Regions from separate parts of the Mus musculus genome. Here region 2 is linked to region 1. Evidence: chromatin contacts called from public HiChIP or PLAC-seq data. All regions are on one chromosome and are shown on one strand. Each heading gives the region's core, a stretch centred on a gene start, on an enhancer-like site or on the middle of the called end of the contact. The rest is flanking DNA. Distances are from core to core; before and after follow the strand shown. Region 1 holds the start of Fndc3b (fibronectin type III domain containing 3B). Region 2 holds the start of Slc2a2 (solute carrier family 2 (facilitated glucose transporter), member 2).

What was found. HiChIP or PLAC-seq counts read pairs in DNA pulled down with a chosen protein or histone mark.
Region 2: a contact with region 1 is called in an H3K4me3 HiChIP or PLAC-seq map of craniofacial prominence, with 5 times the contacts expected there. The contact joins the promoter of Slc2a2 here to the promoter of Fndc3b in region 1. A contact is called at or near these places in 2 of 39 promoter capture datasets (hippocampal neurons and liver) and 2 of 115 datasets of contacts at active chromatin or transcription factors (craniofacial prominence and extraembryonic endoderm stem cells).

Annotation. Positions count from the first base shown.
Region 1 is chr3:27,708,755-27,711,735 of GRCm38.p6, reverse strand. Fndc3b (fibronectin type III domain containing 3B) reads left to right here and starts at 1,284. Exons shown (of 26, transcript NM_173182.3): 1 at 1,284-1,390.
Region 2 is chr3:28,696,068-28,699,302 of GRCm38.p6, reverse strand. It overlaps Slc2a2 (solute carrier family 2 (facilitated glucose transporter), member 2), which reads right to left and starts at 1,400. Exons shown (of 11, transcript NM_031197.2): 1 at 1,272-1,400. The coding sequence starts at 1,286.

The sequences.
Region 1 (2,981 bases), core at 35-2,534:
AGTCTTTCGAGTAAAGATGTCTAGCCGGAACTGAAAGGGACAATAGACATTTAAATTTTGGTATCATAAAATTTGCTTATGCAAAATGCTGTGGGAAGTTAAAAGAATAAAAAAAAAATCACTGAAAGATTCTTCTGGGAATTACAATTGGAAAAGGAAATATGTGTTATAAGTGAAAAATAACAAGTCAGCTTTAGTAATTACTGAGCAAATACTGCATTTGCAGTGATGATTCCAGAATCTCATTCAGAGTCTCCCAGTTCTCTTCAGCTCAGACAAGAGAAGCCCCGCTGTGTGTAGCCTGGCTTGGCTTATGGTAAAGGGAGGCCTCGCCGAGCTACCGCGAGCTTGCTCTTGTAGTTGCGCGTGTACTGGGAGGCTTACGGCAGTGGGCGGGGCCCGAATCCCCATGTGGTCCCGACATCATTGACATGGCGGAATCCCCCATCAAACCCTCCTGGTAGTTATTTGAGCAGCGGCGGCGGCCGGAGGAGGCGGCGGAGAGCAGCGGCGGGAGCGGCGCAGGGGACGGCGGGGATCCCGCGGGCGGCTGGCTGGGACGGCGTGGGCGACCCGGATTGCGGGCACCCGGAGCCCCGTTTCAGCCTGAGGGGAGGTAAGGCGTGCGGGAGCGGCGGCGGGCTGCCGGGGGACGTGCCACCCACAGTCGCTCTCGGGTCCCTGCGCTTCGGAGCCCGGCCGGACTCCGAGTCTGCACGAGTGCGCTCCCGGCCCCGGAGCACTCGGGGATGCCCGAGGAAAACTTGGCTGCCGAGTCCCGGTCGCGCCCCGACCGCTCGGCTGCCCGAAGCTCCCGGCCGGGTAGGGGGCGACCCCTCCAGCCCCCGCTCGCTCGGGAAGAAAGCGGAGGATGCGGGGCTCGCAGTTCCCCTCCTCCCCGGGCCGTCGCTCCGAGGAATCCGCTCCCCCGCCCAGATCCCCGCGGCAGGACCGCTGCCTGGGAGGGGGAGGGCGCGCGGCCAGGCCGAGGAATCTTCGACGTGTCACTTTGGGAGGCTGTAGATTTCCATATGGTGGAGGGAGGAGGGCGTGCGTGCGCGCAGAGCTGGGATTCGGGGCTGCCTTGGCCCCCTTGGGGGTGCCGGGCTGTGACCCGGGACCCGGGATGCTCGCGGGGAGGGTCCCTGGGCGACCGGTCGCCCCCGCCCCCGCCGGGGCCTCTTGGGGACACTCCCCGCCCGCCTCTGGCCACCTCTGCGCGCCACGTCCTCCCTCCCCGTCCTGCCCCCTGGGCTCCCCCCGGGCTGGGGGCGGGAACCGGCGGCCGCGGCTGGACTCGGCGAGCCAGGCGGCTGCAGGCTCGGGCGGGGGAGCGGGGCGCGGCGGGAAGCAGAGGACGACCCGGTGCGTGTGGGCCAGCGGAGCGCGGGTCAGTCGGTCAGGCTCGAGGGGCGCCCCTGCCGGGGGTGGGGCGGCCGGGAGACCCAGCGGGTGGAATCCGCGCCCCGAGGCGGCGGGCGGGCTGGGCGGGCCGCGGGGACCGTCTGGTTCGGATGGCAGGCAGGAACGAGCTGCCGTGGGAAGGGCCTGTCAGTCCTCGCGGAAAGCGGGGCCCGGGGCCCGGGGCCGTGACCGCCTAGCGTCCCCAGCGCCCGGCCTGGGGAGCCTGGGGGACTCTGCGAGCGTCCCGGGAGACCTGGCTGGGCCGCCGGGCGGCGCCGCTGGCCGGGCGCCTTCCCGGAGAGAACGGCTGGGGTTGGAGATTTTTCGAATCTCGGCTCCCACCCGGCGATCCCAGACGAAGGAAGCACTGGCATTTTATCCAGACAGTGCGGATTGCAGACTTCCTTAAAAGTTACAACTTTTTATTTTCTTTTCTCTCAGGCCCAGCGTTTTCTTTAAACAAAATGTAGAATTTGGCCGCGATGAGGCTGACGCTGGGGCCAAAAATGCACACGTTTATCTCCATCCCGGCTAGTCCCCCTCCCCCTCTTCCCTCCCAGGCTTAATCATATTTTGGAACTGGCGAGGGCTTTTGTTGGGTGGGCACCCTTGATTGCTTGTCTGTTTATTTTTTAATGTGCAACTAATTTGATTTGAATTTCCTCCAGTTTCCAGGCCTTACTAGGAGAAGCTAGGGGAGAGGGAATGTGCCATTTTTTTTTCTTTTTTTTATAAATGTGGCAAGAGGTGGGGCATTGGGAAAGGGGAGGCACCCTGGTTGTGGCAGAGAGTTAGTAGGAGCAGACAGACCCGGAAGAAAAGGAATCCATTCTGGAATAACATTCTTTTTTAAAACAACAACAAAACAGTACAAAAGAAAGTCAGGTTTTGAGCAAAATTTCACTGCTCTGTTCAGATTTGAGTGCGTGGCGCTCCCGCATCTCCAAGTATCGGCTGGGACCCTGGGAACTTGAGTTATGCCACACAGCGCATGCATGCATAGCAACTCTGACCTGGTTTTGTGACTGGTGTGGGGGCTGTTGGTTCGCTCCTCGTTGGAGGCTGACTGTGGATGCAGTAAAGACTGGGTTCAGTAAATTTCCTGGCTCCCTGGGAGCAGCTGTTGAAGAGGGTAAAGTCCCTGGACATGCTTCTGGCCAGGAGGGCCAACCGGAGTTCATGCTTACCGAGACGCGAGATACGCGGCAGCCTGGCTAAAAGTGAGGCCTCGTTGATTATTGTTTTAAAAAGTTGCTCTCTTAGTATTGTCCTTAAACTTGCATGTGCTTTTCAAGCATTTTATTTTGATGCTTATGAGAAAAAGCGTTTGTGTGACAAGATCGTGTTCCTTTAGCATCTGTTAGCACTGTCGAGATCTTGTAGGGTGGGGGCTGGTAGCATCTAATGACAGTATATACAGTTCCAGAAAGACATTTTGGTAATCTTTTAAGACCCTTTAAAAATAGCTGTGATCAGAGCCTGGGATGTTTGGAGGAGCCCGTCTTCTGTCTTCTGGGGCTTCTAAAGGAATGCAGAGCGTGAGCACCAGCACCTCTCCTGGTTGTTTGTTACACTGG
Region 2 (3,235 bases), core at 151-2,650, 990 kb before region 1:
CTCTGTACAGCATCCCTGTACTTACTAATTTCAGGTTCTTCGTTAGTGAATCATCATTACAGTTCTCCCTGCTATAGCTTTATCCTGAGCTATAGTACTCACAGAATCTCTATTTCTCGGTCATTCTTTAAATATGCATTGTACAAATACATAACTGACATTTAAACATTTGCCCTCTAAGCCTTCCTCATGTTGTCTTTTACTGACTCTGAGCTCCGAAGAGATCACTTCATTCACAGATCACTAAAAGAAAGCCCAGATTGCCCGTGTCATACACCAGGAGTCCTTATGTTAGCACAGTGTAGAAAACACAAAGGCCAATTGATCTAGTCCGAGTCTCAGCAGCACACACAGCATTAGAACCCACCCCCGAGCCTGGCTGATTCCACAATACGTGGTGTCCCTCACAAAAGAGCACTCCGCACAGCCTCACCAGGTCAGTGTACGAGAATCTTAACAGGGGTGAAGATTTATCAACGTCTACACCATTGCCGTATGCAGGGGTTGGGGAGAACTTGTAAGCGCAGAAGAATGACACATTCTTTTGAAGGTTTTATTTGAAAAAGCCTTCTATCTACAGAGACATTGAAATACCAGGAAAATGAAAACCCCACAGCCTTCACTTTGCTCCCCAGTAATTACCTAACACTCACCACATTGGTTTCTTAACGCGTATTGGTTTGGCTGAACCATTTAAAATTAAGCTGCAGGTTAATTGTGTCACCTCATTCCTAACGACTTCAACTGGTACTCTCCTTAAGAACAAAGGCAAAAATCCCTGTCTGATTGCAATGCTGTCACAGCCATGAATACAACACAGGCTATGCTAGTATTAGCTAAGAGTCAGCCCAAGGTCATAGTCCCCCAGATGGTGCTTCATCCGATCATTTCTTCTTCTTCCCATGGTCCAAGGTCGCCTGCAACAATCAGTTCTCAGTCTCTGAATCTAGAACTACCTTTCATTCCTGGACATTTTTTGAACATTCCAGATCCACTTTCATGATTTGAGTCCTGTTAACTTTCCCCAGATCGTGGGGGTGGTAGGTACATTCTTACAATAGCTATTCAAAACAGCAAATATCCTGAAAAGTCCGATTACTGAATAAGAACATGGAATTTGCTTAGTAGCCAAAAGGATTAGTAATTGACCAAGCAAAGAGGTAGCCTGGACCTGTGGTAACTGCATCCAGTGCCAGCGTATAAGTTCACTGCCTTAAATAGATTCCCAACCTCCTCAAAACCAAAGCCAAAGGACCCCAAGGTCGCTGTACCTTGTCTTCTGACATTGTGTGTGTGTGGAATTGTCCTCTTAATCCAGGTCCTGTACTGAATGTGGATGAATAGCTGACCAGCCAGAGTGCTCACTCTACCTGGTTATACATTGTAGGAGGAGGAGGAGCAAAGAGAGGTAGTTCTGACCTTTTTAACAGAAGCTGAGTATTGATGGTAATCCAATCAATACACCCTTTACCCCAATGACTTGTGGCTTGAGCACAGTAGCAGGTCTCATAAGTATAAGTTACAAACCAGAGACAGACCCATTTTCAGCCTGATAAGTGTGGCAGAAATGGGACAGGGACAGCTGAGAGGGGCAGCCTGTGGGGTCTTTTGTGGAAGCCGAGGCATGCAGTGGTGTCGGGAAGACAAAGTTGGGAGGGCACAGAGCAGTTTGTTCTGCAGAAAATTAGTTCTGTGGGCTCTGTGGCCACAGAGTGTGGCAGCATCGGTTATCTGTGTGAGGTGTGGAGGGATCTGCACTGGGGTTGGAATCACAGCATTTTAGTGAGGATGAACTTAAGCGAGTCAAACCCTGTGACTTTTCTGTGTCTTAGGTTTCTACTGTTTGATTTTTGGCCTGATAAAATAGGGAAGATAGCACACTCATTTTGTTTTGTTGAGGGGATTAAGGGAAATAACGTGATAAATGTTTGGCACAGAAAAAGTTCTCAGTAGATAGTGGCAATGTGCTTTCTACTGTTATTATTAAGTCAGTGTATCTCAAGATGAGAGTGCGGAGCCAGATGCGGTGGCGCACATCTATAATGCTCTAACTGGGGAGGCTGTGCATTGGAGACTCACTGGATCACATGAGAGTTGTAGGATAGCCTTGGCTACACATAGAGAGCCTGGTTGGGAGCCGTAGTGTGCTTGCTATAGCCTTGGCTTTCCAGTGAATTCTGCTTACGTGTCTTGACCCTGTTTCTTCCTAGGAATCCCCTGTGGCATCTGATACAAAAATACTGGGGGAGATACCAAAGTTTGGGTAGCTTCCCTGGGACTGCCAGCTGTGGTCACTGCCATCCACACAGTCCATCTGGATGGAGCCAGTTTACAGCAGAGGAAATGTAAGAACCGGTGGCCAAATGACAGGAACATGAAGGTCGGAAGGAAACTGGGTTTAATTAGTCTGACGTTTTCCCATCTCTTCTCATTCATTCATTCATCCATTCATTCATTCTCTGTCTCTCTCTCTCTGTCTGTCTCTCTGTATATGTGTTATATGTGTACTCCTCTGTGTGAAGGCCAGGAATCAGTATTGAGAGTCTTCCTCTATTACCCTATTATCCTGTCTCTATTTGCGACAGGACCTCAGAGACTCTGAAAGCCATACGTGTGGGCAAGCTGACAGGCCAACGGATCCACTCCAGTGCAGGGATTATAGGCACTGTCAGGCCATGCCTAGATTTTTGTTGTTTTTAATGTGTGTCCACATTTCTGTAAGGTGACAACACGGGAGGCAAACAACTAAGTTCAAAGCCCAAACTTCAGCAGAGCTCAGCATGGTTGTATGCTCTAACTTATCACCAATGAGACCCAGTCACCTCCTGCCAGGACTTTACACTGAAGTGGGGACACAGCGTGCAATGTCTTAGAAGGCAGGCATGGAAAGGGCTAATAGCAGTGACATTAATCTTTATAGCGTTCCCTTCCGTGCCAAGAACTGCTCAGCACTTCTCAGAGCTGGACTCGCTTACTCGGCACAGTGCTGGTGTGGTGGCATAAGAGAGGGAGGGAGATCGAGAGAGAGAGAGAGAGAGAGAGAGAGAGAGAGAGAGAGAGAGAGAGAGAGAGAGAGAGAGAGACACGCTGCGCTCCGCTTTGGTATTAGGCTTTCCAGCGCCCCAAGATGTGTCAGGGGCTCACGTGTCCAGTCCTACACAGCACAGATGATCCAGAGGGGAGATGCCCTGACAACTGTTTTCCACTGACTTGGCTCTGCCCAAAACACACTTGT